Regions from separate parts of the Rattus norvegicus genome. Here region 2 is linked to region 1. The links are chromatin contacts, called in public Hi-C maps. All regions are on one chromosome and are shown on one strand. Each heading gives the region's core, a stretch centred on a gene start, on an enhancer-like site or on the middle of the called end of the contact. The rest is flanking DNA. Distances are from core to core; before and after follow the strand shown.

Evidence for each region. Hi-C and Micro-C count contacts between places; a contact is called where the count stands out from the background.
Region 2: a contact with region 1 is called in a Hi-C map of the A7r5 cell line, with 4 times the contacts expected there. The contact joins two enhancer-like sites. A contact is called at or near these places in 4 of 12 Hi-C or Micro-C datasets (the A7r5 cell line, Schwann cells, frontal cortex and 1 more).

Annotation. Positions count from the first base shown.
Region 1 is chr1:253,054,774-253,061,544 of GRCr8, forward strand. It overlaps Scd3 (stearoyl-coenzyme A desaturase 3), which reads left to right. Exons shown (of 6, transcript XM_008760487.4): 4 at 688-893; 5 at 3,171-3,403; 6 at 6,409-6,771. The coding sequence ends at 6,608. Among named protein-coding and RNA genes, the nearest start is that of Scd-ps1, 11 kb to the right of the region's middle. Within about 2 kb of position 3,773, at least 38 of the 93 cell types and tissues checked have an H3K27ac peak or open chromatin away from gene starts, as enhancers often do. A contact at or near this core is called in the A7r5 cell line, where this site is marked.
Region 2 is chr1:253,341,168-253,347,938 of GRCr8, forward strand. Sec31b (SEC31 homolog B, COPII coat complex component) reads right to left here. Exons shown (of 26, transcript NM_001135713.1): 4 at 5,656-5,851; 5 at 5,362-5,457; 6 at 4,322-4,465; 7 at 3,872-4,014; 8 at 2,230-2,329; 9 at 1,941-2,105; 10 at 1,327-1,461. Among named protein-coding and RNA genes, the nearest start is that of Sec31b, 9.2 kb to the right of the region's middle. Within about 2 kb of position 4,309, at least 3 of the 93 cell types and tissues checked have an H3K27ac peak or open chromatin away from gene starts, as enhancers often do. A contact at or near this core is called in the A7r5 cell line, where this site is marked.

The DNA of each region.
Region 1 (6,771 bases), core at 2,523-5,022:
TTGGAAGATAAGGGGAAAATGCTAGAAAACTAATGCGTTGATTTGCTTTGACAATATCTGAGGCTCTCATCACGTGTGAAATCACCCCATTCTGACAATGTATATGGTGAAGGATCCCAGTCTATATGTTTAGAGGACAAAAAAAAACACATTAGCACATTCTTGAAGGAATGGATAAAGTTCACAAAAGCCCAGAGGTCATTCAAAAATGTGCTCATGCTCCTAAGTCCTATGCTGGTCCTCTTGGGTTATGTATCAACCCACTTGTGATGGCAATGACACAGAGTTTTTGCAGCTTTGCAACAGAGCAGAGCCTTGAAGCCCAAGGCCATTTGTTTTCCAATCTCTCTGCCCCCAATCAGACACCTTGAGAGGAACTCTCTCTCTCATGTTTCTTTTGTAAAGAGACCATGTTCTATGCTAATGAAACTCTCTGAACACTAATACCCGCCTTCCATCTACCCATCATGCAACCATGGGAAGCAACAGTATTCTTTTGTTCTGGGTCTTTGAATTGCTTTTGCACATAAGCCTCAGGGGCAAGTGTGCAGGAGAAGGCATTGCAGGGCCTCATTGAGAGAAAGTCCCCAGGACTCTGAGAGTTGAACTGAGAGTCACAGCTAGGCCCTTGCATGCCCCCAGGAGGACATCTCTTCTCAATACTGGGTTCCTCTCTCCTGTTTCCAGAACGATGTGTATGAATGGGCCCGGGATCACCGCGCCCACCACAAGTTCACAGAAACACACGCCGACCCTCACAACTCCCGCCGTGGCTTTTTCTTCTCTCACGTGGGTTGGCTGCTTGTGCGCAAACACCCGGCTGTCAAAGAGAAGGGCGGAAAGCTGGACATGTCTGACCTAAAAGCTGAGAAGCTGGTGATGTTCCAGAGGAGGTGCGTGTAGGGGGATGGGGATGGGGCTTGGGAGGTGGGGTTTCAAGATCTCATTTCTCTTACGACTTAGAAAAGCTGAATGAGGGCTGGAGAGATGGCTCAGTGGTTAAGAGCACTGGCTGCTCTTCCAGAGGTCCTGAGTTCAAATCCCAGCAACCACATGGTGGCTCACAACCATCTGTAGTGAGATCTGGTGCCCTCTTCTGGTGTGTCTGAAAACAGATATAGTATACTCATGTATAATAAATAGATAGATAAGTAGATATTTAACAAAAAAAGAAAAAAGAAAAGCTGAATGAATTTCCAAGTTTATCTGCCCAATAGCATCATTTCAGCCAAATTCACCTGTAAATCCCAGCACAGGAGAGACACATGCAGATGACTTCTGTGAAGTCCAGGCCAGCCAGAGCTACACAGTGATACTCTGGGGACTGAAGAGCTCACAGTTAAAAGCACTTCCTATTCTTCCAAAGGACACTAGTTCAGATCCCAGTATCCATGTTGGGTGGCTTACTCCCACAACTCCCACAACTCCAGCTCCAAAGGATCACACACTCTGTTCTGGCCTTCAGGGGCACAGGAACACGTGGGCCATTTACGCCCACAGACATACACGGATACACATCAATAAAAAATAATTTTTAAAATGTTTTTTAAAAAGCACATTGGCTAGGTTGTGGCGGCACACATATCTTTAGCCCCAGGGTTTGAAAGGCAAAGGCAGGTGGATCTCTGTGGGTTTGAAGCCAGCCTGGTCTACATAGTGAGATCCAGGACAGCCTGGATTTATATAGTAAGATGCTGCTTCACCAAAAAAAAAAAAAAAAAAAAAAAAAAAAAAAAAAAAAAAAAAAACCCAAGAGCAAACAGATCATTTTAAACCCTAGTTATTGTTTGGATGTCCAAAGTCATGGAGTGTTGCTCTGTTCCTCTCTCTCTCTGAACTGATTTCATTAAACCAGCTAAACGTAGCAAATATTCACTGACCAAGGATATTCATAGACACAATGAACTCAACTTAGTCCTTACTTTCTGGGAGATTTTAGCATATCCCGGAGAAACCATGAAAGAAAGCAAACTGCTGTCTATACTGTGAGAGGCAGAAAGGGTCAGAGGTCACTTAGGGAGAACAAGACAGGCTAATTAAAGCGCAGCCTCAGAAACAATAGAAAAGATTGTGTACAGACCCAAAAGAGGAAAGTGAGTTAAAGCTTTATGCAGGATCTAGAAAGAGTCTGTTTCCTTGACCCACAAAAGATATGACAGGGAAAAAGGTAACACAGACTGATGTCATCAGCAGTGCCTTAGTCACCGATAGGATCAAGGTGATTGACAATGAGGAGTTTATTTCTCCAACAATGGGTGGTTCAAAAACAGAGCTGTGCTCTCAAGAGGCCACCGTCAGGTCAGGCGAAGAAGACATGGCGCCAGAGAGGTGAGGGAAGGACACAGCCAGGAGAGAGGATTCACTTTAGGAAAGGAGCACAAGAAGGAGAAAGCTGAATGCAGGTCCTGCCAGTGACTGGAAAGTTTAAGACATTACTGCTAAGGAGACACGAAACCATTCTCTCAGGAATCAGGATCTGTTCTATGCAGAAATGAGATTGGGGGCTGGAGGGATGGCTCAGTGGTTAGGAGCACTGACTGCTCTTCCAGAGGTCCTGAGTTCAAATCCCAGCAACCACATGGTGGCTCACAGCCATCTGTAATGGGATCTGATGCCCTCTCCTGTTGTGTCTGAAGACATCAACAGTGTACTCATATACATAAATTAAATAAATCTTTAAGAAAGGAAGGAAGGAAGGAAGGAAGGAAGGAAGGGAGAGAGGGAGGGAAATTGGGATAAAGCCTCCAGAAGGACAGAACCTGCTGGTGGTCAGGCCCGACAGAGGAAGCTAGAAGGAAATGGAAAAATATAAAAAACCCATTATATTCTCATAGAAAAAACGGAGCTCAAGGGCAGGTGTCAAACAGCGCCTCAGCACAGACTGGGTGAGAATGGGGTTTGGTCTTGATTTGTTGAGTAAGGTACCACACCCTTCTGTGAGTAAGAATGGTGGAGCCCTTGCTCTATTAAATGGTGGGGTTATTTTAGGAAAATCTCTGCCTCACGCAGACTTTTCATGAAAATGATGGCACTCTGTACTGAGAAGGTTTTTCACCCCATCCCTGCACTCACAGTGTAAGAGGAAGTCAGCAGCCCCTCCCAGTGACAATAGCCAATCCAGATTAGGATGAGAGTTCTCTTGGGACTCAGCATGTGATCTCTCCACGTAGGTACTACAAGCCCGGCATCCTGCTCTTGTGCTTCATCCTGCCCACGCTGGTGCCCTGGTATTTCTGGGGTGAAACTTTTCTACACAGTTTTTATGTTGCCACCTTACTGAGATATGCCGTAGTGCTCAACGTCACCTGGCTGGTGAACAGTGCCGCCCACCTCTATGGATATCGCCCCTACGACAAGAACATTGATCCCCGGGAGAATGCCCTGGTTTCCTTGGGGACTCTGGGTAAGTTAGACAGCAGTCTATGGTATTTTAACGTTCAGTGGTCTCCTTATTCCGTGCGCTTCGAGGAAGACCCGAGTCATCTGTTCTTAAAGGCACTTAGTGTCTCATGTCTTCCATTGTAAAACTCGGGATTGCAACCTTGGGGGAAACATGAGAGTCAAGCAACACATTTTATGTAAGAGGGGAAAGGATAAAAAAAAAAAAAGTCCTGCCTTTGATTGGAAGTTAAAAAACAAAACAAAACAAAAGCCTTCCAAATGAGCGTTTCTCAAGTCATCTCTGATTCATTTCTCCGGGCTGGGCCATTGCTGCTTGGATTCATACACAGAACAGTAGGCTCACGGAGAACACAATAACCTAGTCATGCCATGCGAAGGAAAGGAAAAACAAGCATGGCTTTGTTCAGTGGACTTAAAAGTGAGCCATTCTCATACTGGCTCCTCTCCCTGGTGTGGTTTTATGAACTTGCACCCCCATCCAAGATTCAGGGACCACCACTGCCACCGCCGCAGTCGCCGCCACCGCCAGCACCACCGCCAGCACCACCGCCAGCACCACCGCCAGGCATGCACTTCCGGTTCACCAAGGTTTAAGTAAATCAACTTCTGACAGAGATGTATTCTGTGAAGGAAGCTACCATGCACTCTCCCAGCTCCAGCCTTGTGGTGACTATGCTGTCCTAGGTAGTGGCCAGCATCGTGCTCTGTCCCTGTTGACATTCCTGACATTCCCTCTCTGCCCCTTCTCTCTCCTCTCTGACTTCATCCGCCGCTCTCCTGTTTCCTGCCATTCTAATCTTCTGGTGTTGTCTTCTTCCTTTTCCTCTCCCTTCAGTTTCTCTCTCTCTCCTCCGATCTCTCTTCCCTTTTGCCTTCAACCCATTCTTCCTGAAGAAATCACAGCCTTTGTGCAAGTACTCGGTCACTGAACGCCATCCTCGAGCCCTGTCTGGTTTTCTATATTGTGAGACAGGAGCTCACTAAGTAGTCTAGGCTGGCCCTGCACTTACTCTGTGGCTCAGGGTGACCTTGAACTTCTACCAATAAGCTGCTTGTCTGGTTCTTTTATCTTTACCTTAGAAATACAGTTCTTCTAATTTGTGCTGGTGAGACCCCTCCTGGGTCAGCCTCCAAAGAGCTGGGAATACAGGCAAATACCACTTAAAAGTGGACAAATCCAGATGGCAGTGTAAAGGAGTTTGCCTGTTTTGTTATAGCTCATTATATATTTTTTAAATGTTTTTTGTCTGTTCCATAAAATTTGGAACTTTTACTTGCTGGTGTTATCTAATCTACATTCCCGAATATTTTTGTCTGTATACAAAGAAATTGTAAAAGGAAGTTAGGATTTTATCCTTTTTTCGGGAGAGGGGTGAGACAGGGTTTCTCTGTTTATCCCTGGCTGTCCTGGAACTCACTCTGTAGAACAGGCTGGCCTTGAACTTGACCGCCTCTGCCTCCCAAGCGCCAGGATTAAAGGTATGAGCCACCAATACCTGGCGATTTTTATTCTTCTTGAAGTCACAGTTTATATTTTTTCAATATTCAAATAAATAGTGTTACAAAGATAGCACGTTTTCATCCAAATACATAAAAAATTTCAGGAAAATATTTTGACTATCGATTTATTAAGGAATCTTTATTAGTATTCACGTGTGTGTCTCTGTGTGTGTGTGTGTGTGTGTGTGTGTGTGTGTGTGTTAGTCAGGGTTCTCTAGAATAAAAGAACTTAGAATATGAATATATATTATCTATATGTAATATATAATATATGTTAGAATGACTTAGAAGCTGTGTTCCAGCTTGTATGACAATGGCTGCCTATGAACAGAAGAGCCAAGAACCCAGTAGTCGCTCAGTCTAGAGGATGGAGGTCTCAGTTGCTCTTCCTTCTAGCTGGAGTCCTAAAGCAGCCGGTGAAGAGATAGACTTGCTAGGGCGGGTAAGAAGGAGCAGGTAGAGTGAGGAGTTTCCTTCCTTCCTTCCTTATGTCCTTATCTAGACTTCCAGCAGAGGTGTGGCCCAGGCTAGAGGTGTGTCTTCCCACCTCAAAGATCTGGACCAGAAGTGCACCTTCCAGTGTGAAATGACTTGAGGAAAAACTCCCTCGCTGGTGTGTGCAGTCATTTCAGACTTTCGGTTAATTCCAGATAGTCTCAATTTGACAGAAGAACCTTCACGGTGTGTGTGATTGTATGGCTACGCAGACTGATGTGAGGGGGCTGGTACATGCCACAGAGGACAACTTTTTAGTCAGTTCTAACCTTCCACTTTTATGTGGGTTCTTTGTATCGAACCTGATTCGCCGGACTGGCTCCAACAGTTTGAATATCTTGCAAAATGTTTATGTAAATATTGTGTTAAATATTCAGGTGTGTTTACTGTACAAGTAATTGTCGCTCAAAAAAATCAGAAATTTCAGAAAAAAAATATCAGATGAAGCAAGAAATCTTTATTAAAGGGGTTCTATTTTATCAGCATCCCCCTGCACCACCCTCCCGCACCAGGGAGAAACTCTGAGAAGCAGCAGCAAAGGCAGCCACTGTGAGGCCCAGTGGCTGAAGGAAGTCCCACCTTGGCTAGGTCCGGGTTCCTCTGATTTTGCCTTTTCTGTGGCAGCTGCCTCCACTGATGGTACTCCCACAAAGTACCATGAGGAAGGTGGCCTGATCTACTAATGGATATTTCCTCCTGGTTACATGCACACACTCAGGAGTCTACAGTATCGCAGAGCATACCGATGTAAAATATATCTCCCCAGAATAATCAAGCTTCTTATCCTGTTAGCCTTGGAAGCAAATTTCCTTCCAACATGCTTTCAAATGGTAAGGACCACCTGAGCCTCTCAGCTCACTGTTTCAGAGTGGAAGGCAGTGATTGGGTCAGCCATTCCCTCACCTGCAGTCCTGACTCTCCAAAGTCTGGGGAGCCCTCTGGGTAAGAGGTGTGCAGAGGAGGAAGTCACAATCGCTGAGCCCCTAACTCCTCTCCTTGCTTCTGTTGCAGGCGAGGGCTTCCACAACTACCATCACGCCTTCCCCTACGACTACTCTGCCAGTGAGTACCCCTGGCACATCAACTTCACCACGTTCTTCATCGACTGCATGGCTTTCCTAGGCCTGGCTTACGACCGGAAGAGGGTGTCCAAGGCCACTGTCTTAGCCAGGATTAAGAGAACTGGAGATGGGAGCCACAAGAGTGGCTGAGTTTGAAATCATTCTCTTCTGAAAGCCAGCTGGATGGGGGGTTGACAATGTTTAAATACTGAAAAGAAGCAGCCATGTTGTACAAAGTCCCATTTCAATACAGTATCCTAGTATATTCAATCTTAAAAGGCAGAAACTTTCTCTTATGTTCCTAAGCAGTTCT
Region 2 (6,771 bases), core at 3,059-5,558, 290 kb after region 1:
GGCACACTGCTCTAGTCCCTAACTAGTCTATATTTCCCTTCATAAACCCCACTCCCTGAGTGAATTTTCCAGTCATGATCATATCACTTACAGAACAAATGTTAGAGTGCAGCTTTGTGATCAACAAAACCACTTAAATTATTAACATTTGTCAGCGTTTAAAGCATGCTGTGCTGGCCCTCCTACTGCTGTCTTACAGATAAGATACTCAAGTCCTGAGGGGGTAAATGACTTCTTCAGAGTCACCTCACTAACAGCAGAGCTATGACGAGAATGCTTCACTTCAGTGCTCATGCTAAGCAAGCCCTCTCTTGAGCTACATCTGCAGTGCTACTTTACAAAGTAAAGTAGCAAACATCTCCTGTTACTTTACAAAGGCATTCCTTCATGAGCATGCTAGTCGTTTCTTTATAATAAAACCACCAACCCTAAATGTGAGAACGTCTCCTCTTATACATCCTTTTCCTAATCAAATTCAGTGGCTAAAGCATTGTGTTAGGCACTTCAGGACCTTCTTACTCCTCAAAGCATTGGTCCTCAGATTAGCAGCAATGATAGCATCTGGAAACTTGCTGGGAAATTGGACATCAGAGCCACTGAACCAGAACCTGGTATTAGTAAGATCCTCAGGTGACCTTTATTCACACTAGAGTTTGAAAAGCTCTCTTCTGGGGTTATAAAAATCAACAAGGCAGAACCTTGCCTTACAGAATCTATTACGAGGGTCTCCAGACACATATGATACATTGTATTTGATATATGTCATATAAAATGGAATGCGGAACTACAGGAATATGAATCTCAGTAGAATGGAGCTGATGTTAACTGGGATAAGGCTGGAGGAAGAAGTGGTATTTAAGGAGGAGGTCTTCAAAGCCCACCGGGATTCAGTGGAAATGGGAGAGGCTGATGGATAAGAGACAAAGAGAGGTGAGGAGTTGTTCATGGAGTAGAAATGAAATGAAGCACATGTAACTGGAATACAAGGGACTTCTAAGATTGAGATGGGAAAAGTCTCTGGGAAGATAAATGGAGCTGAGTAGGTTTAGCCTTAGGTCTATTCAGCAAGGGAAGCCCTTTGAGTAGACGGAGGGCGGGATAAAATCTATGTTTTTCTTTCCTTCCCGTATTCCATGCCACCAGGCCAGACATCTAAGAGTTACAGCAACCTCGGGAAGAATCTCAGGCTCTTTATCATAAGCAGGAGGTCTAAAGCAGGTTGCAGAATGGTGACAGAATGAAGGGGGAAGCTAAGTTATGCATCGTGCCTTGCGGGGTGCGTGATAGGCCCTGCACACAAACACAGCACACACTGCCAGCACTTACAGCGAATGAAACGCCTGCCGGCCTTCTCATCCACTTGGGAGGCTTCTTCAAGGGAGGAATTAGTGATGCTTGGGCCACCTGCTCAGGCACCTGCAGTGGTGGGAGAGGCTGGCCTTGGCTAAAGGAAGAGGAAATCTAGAGGGAAAGGTCACCTGTGTCACCAGTATGGAGAGGTATCTCAGCAAGGAACTCTGCCTACAAACTCAATTTTGAGATGAATCCTTGTGAGGCCCAATTGACCCGGGAGGGGCAGACTCCCACAGTCTAGGACTGAGACTGGAAGTGGGTGGGAGACTCAGGTATCTGACCCTCTTGGACAGCACTATTTAAAGTCTGCATGGGAGGGTGGCACAAGGTAGATACTCAGCAGAGAGGGAGCTAGGTCAGGACATACTATGAGATAACAGACCCAAAGCAGAGTTCAGCATGAATAACAAGAGGTCAGAGGTTTCCTCCAAGGGAGTCAGGAACTAATACAAGTTACGGTCCTCTAAAACCCACAGCCTGGCCTCCCTCTCTTCAAGAGCTCTCATTTTTTCCCAAGCTATGTGACCTCTCATCCCTAAAACACAGAAAGCTCCTCCCTCCAGCACTCTCTACCAAGCCCTTCAAACCTTGTCAGCCTGCCTCATGTGCTGCTGGGCTTCCCAGCTCCTACCCATCACAGAGTACAAACTGATCCAGCCATCGAAGGAGACAGCAGAGAACGCAGGAGGGTTCCGAGGGCACCACTGAACGTCAAAGCACCAGCTGCTCTGTGTGGGTAGCTTGTAGACCACCTGCCGCAAGAGAGCACAGCATGAGGAAACACTGACGTAGATAACTCTGGAACGCGTAGCTGGGATCCTCTCTCCCCCATCATCAGATCTCCAGTACAGTATGCTCATAGCAGGACTAGCCTACCTCACTGCTTGACAGATTCCAGCAAAAAATCTGGTTGTCTTTGGCACTGCTAAGCAGCAGTTCAGCATCAGCCTGGCTCCAGGACACCGACAAGATGCCCCTAAAATTGGAAATAAAGAGGAACCAGTGTTTGTGGAATGCCAGCCCGAGTGGGCACCTTGCATGTCTTAGATTCGGCTCCCCTCCACAAAACGGATGATCTAACTTAATTTCTCAATGAAGAAAGCAAAGCTTTGAAAAGTGAGTATGTGTTAAGACGGTGGCCTAGAAAGGTCCACAACACAGCACTATGCACTGCACCACCCTGCCGACTTGAGCAATGAGAGTAGAATCGTGAATTAGAAGGAATCATACAAACGTCCATTTCTGGGTTGCTTTTCGCCCCCTAGTAAAGACCTAACTCTCAGAAGTCCTGAAGGAGGGGCTGGGGAGACACTTGAGTTGGTGAAGTGCTTCCCCTCCAGGCCTGAGGACTTGAGATGGATCCCTAGCACCATGTTAACAAGCTCGGCAAGGCAGTACACGTAATTCCGGGGTCAGAATCATGAGGATCTCTGGGCTTGAGTGGCTAAGCAACCATCCCTAGTTGGAGAGACTCAGTGATGACTGTCTCAATAAACATGTAGACATCTCCTAAGGAACAACACGCACACGCACACACACACACACACACACACACACACACACGCTCACACACACACACACTCTCACACTCACATGCACACACATACACACACGGGTCGGGGGTGGGGAAAGAGAGAGAGAGAGACCTACATTATGGATCTGCTTCCTTTATTGTGGGCCCAAGACCTACGGCTTCAGGGACAGGGCTTTCTGAAGAGATAGGAGCCAAGTTGCTTTTATTAAGAGTTCTGGGGGCTGGAGAGATGGCTCAGTGGTTAAGAGCACTGACTGCTTTTCCAGAGGTCTTGAGTTCAATTCCCAGCAACCACACATGGTGGTGCACAACCATCTGTAATGGAATCTGGTGCCCTCTTCTGATCCGCAGGGCATACATGCAGACAGAATACTGTATACATAATAGATAGATAGATAGATAGATAGATAGATAGATAGATAGATAGATAGATAGATAGATCTTTAAAAAAAAAAGAGTTCTGGCAGGAGGCTCCCCACTCAGAGAAATGAACACTGTTCTTAGAGCAGAATCTAGGACCCTCCCAGTGACAGGACAGGTATGATAGTGAGAGGTCTGTGGGTCTCTGAACCAAGGCTTTGAAGGAGATGCTGGGACCCTGACCTCTTCCTACTTCTCTTTTTCTCCCTGGCCGTGTGCTGAGTGACTTTTCTCCCTATACATTCCTGCCATAATTTGCTGTCACATCAAAGTCCCCAAAGTGAGGACAGTAATCAATCATGAACAGAGAACAAAGCTTCCTCTAGAAGTTAATTTCCTCAGGTAGTTATCGTAGTGATAGAAACTAACCCAAGGGTCAACTGGCTCAAAGGTTTCTCATGGCCCTTCGCTGGAAGCTGTACGGAATCCCAGCTCTTCCCCGTAAGCCCAGGCTCCGAAGGAATGCCTCCCAGTTAGACATACAGCTGTGTTCTCTGCGACGTCTTTGAAGCCATGGAAGATGTTAGTGGCTAAAATGAGCCCCATTTGAACAGGGTTTGCTACCTGCTGTGGCTCTCCAACACCTTCAGGGGTGAGGAAGCGAAGCGCAGGTCCCACAGCTGAATCACTGGGAGCCGGTCATCTTCTGAGCACAGCACTAACTGTGTGGCTATGTCTGGGTTCCAGGCCAGGCCTGAGCAGTTCATCTGTGAACAGAGAAGATCCCTCCCCGTTGGTGATATAACCTAAGCTCTAAGACTATGAACTGATTCTGCCCAGTTGGAATGAGACTACTGAGGGTACCGTGTGTCTCCTTAGTAATAAGTGAGAACCATGAACAAACAAGGAACGCGACCAGAATCCAGGTCAGCTTCTCAAGTACTCACTGTTAATGAGAACTCTGTTATGGGGCCGAATCCACACTTGAGAATGGATCCCATCCTGAACAAGAGTAGCTCCCGCTGTCTGACGTGAGGGAAGCCAGAATACAGGCCCGTGTTGGCCACTACTCACCCTGCTGCTGTGGTCGCTGACTTTGATGATGGGCTCGTTCTTCCTGAGATCCCACACAACTGCCTTGCCACTGGGGTGAGCAGAAGACAGAATGTGCTGGACTTGGCGGTTCCAAGACAATGCTTTAATGTCTTCCGGGGGGTTCTGAGACAAGATGGTGAAAGAGACAGCCTGCCATCCCCTGAATTAAGTGACAGGTACCATTTTGCTCCTCCCAACGGCCCACAGGAAGTTGAAAGGAGGCAAGAGGTTCCTCCCACTAATGGCCTCCAGACTTGGGACTACATTTTCCAAGAAGGATGCTTAAGTTACTGGGGCAGAAGTGGGGAGGGGGGAAACAGCTAAAGTCAAAGTTCTCTTGAAAGTAGAGAGTCCCGGTTGAAAAGTAACGCCCCCTCAGGACAGAGAAGGGGAGGAGGAGAAATCTGAGAGAGGAAACCAACCCGATGTGAGGAGAACCTGAGAAAATGAGGCAGAGAAAACACCTGACTTCCAGGGTATCAAGTGCCAGTCATCCCACATTTACTTCATGATAAAGTACGAGACAGAGAAAAGCAAAGAGATAATCCAAGCTACAGATTGGCGAAGGAGGCAAAACCAGAGATAAGGCTGCCCCTCCCACCCCCAACAAGGTGGTGGTATGTCCTGGGTTATGTTCTTGCTCCTCCTCTGCCGAGTACAGGGCCGAGCCAGCCCTCTCCCCACAACTATGACAAACATCACTCCTTGCCTGTCTTGGTGTTTTCTGACTGCCCTGCCCTTCACTTCCTTCCAGGAATTCTTTGACCAGCAAACGACCACCATGAACCAACTGCTCTGCGTGCCCCCTCTTGACTCAGGTGGCTAATAGTGTGTCCGTCTGTGGAGTTTTATTGCCCTCCAGTGGTAAAGCTTGAAATCTCTGCTACTCTGCTAGTCTGCTGGCTCCAGATTTCAAAACTTTACCTGGGGAAACCTGGCTCTACACCCTAAGAGGCAGCCCCAGGTCAGAGGGAGGAGGGCAGGTAGCCCCGAGTCAGAGGGTGGAGGGGGCCCCTCACCTGTGACTTGGATCCAGGTGTCATTGGAACAGTCAGGTGGTTCAAATCCCAAATGAAGATTTCAGAATCACTGGCTCCTGAGGCCAGGAGGTTGCCCTGTGTGAAAAAAAGATATTTTTAAAGACCCCTCCCCTACTCCCACTTCAGAAAGAGAAGGAGGGGAACTGCCTTTGGGAGACGCAGAGCCTCTCCCATTACAGTTCGGAGCAGCAGCCTGAAGATCACAAGAGAGTGCTTCCATTCAGGCATCCGTTGTCATGCCTTAGCCTTGTCTGATCAACTAAGACACAGTACCTGGAAAGGATTAAAGTCCAAGGCTCTGACAGCTCCTGTGTGCTTCTGTTTCTGGGCAATCAAGGGTTCCTTCCCCGGAGAAAGGATGTGGGTCACATTGTATAGGGTAAGCATGCCACTGTCTCCTCCACCAGCAATAACCCCAGTGTTCTCCAGAAGCCCACTGCTGGAGCTTCCCCAGATTAGCTTGTGAAACCTACAAAGGAAAAGATTCTGTATCAGCACCAACTTAGGTATAGACATCTTTGCCAACCTCTCCTTTCATGTGGGCTTTCCCAGCCTAAGCCTGTGTCTGCTTGTCTGTTTTCTTCTCTCTCCAGACCCAGAAGGAAGTCTCCTCTGCAGTTTTGTCCTTTCTTTAGAAAAAAAAAAAAACTTTGTCTATGTTAAACTAAAATCCGGAAAGCCACTGTCTGGGTTATATGGGAGTGGTTTGTTTTTTAATCTTAAAGTTAAAATCGAGCTACATAGAGACTGATAACTACTGCAAATAGACTACATCGCATAGTCCTCATTGCTCAAATAGTCACGTAGTACACCCTGGCCAGCATGGTGGCTCCTGCCTGTGATCCCAGTAATTGGGAATTAGAGGCAGGAAGATGAGGAATTCAGGATCATGTACTTAAGCAAGTTCAAGGCCAGCTTGGGCTACATGAAACCTAATCTCAAAAAAAAATCAATTTCATCTATTGACAACTTATCACATAATAGACACTATTTTATGGGCTTTACAAGTGTTCATTAGTTTAATATTTAACAATTCTATTACATCCAATTTCAAGTAGGGAAAGTGAGCTTGGAGAAGTTACAAAGCTGTTCACAGAGCTACTGTATCAGTTTGTGTCCACAAAACTAATTCAGCCAATGTTTAGGGTCCAGCTAATGCCAGAGCCTATCCCGTACGGGTCAGAATCAACTCCTTCAGACAACTGTTGTCCCATCTCAAACTCAAAGTGAGAAAATCTTAGGACCTCCCTTCACTCTGCCTTTCCTCTGTGTTGGCCCACTGGAATGGACACGTAGTTGCCATGGGTCCGCTTTGAGAAACAGAGGCACAAAATATTAAATAACCAACTGGGGAAACACTTCCCTGGCTTTCTGGGTGTGTTTCTAAAC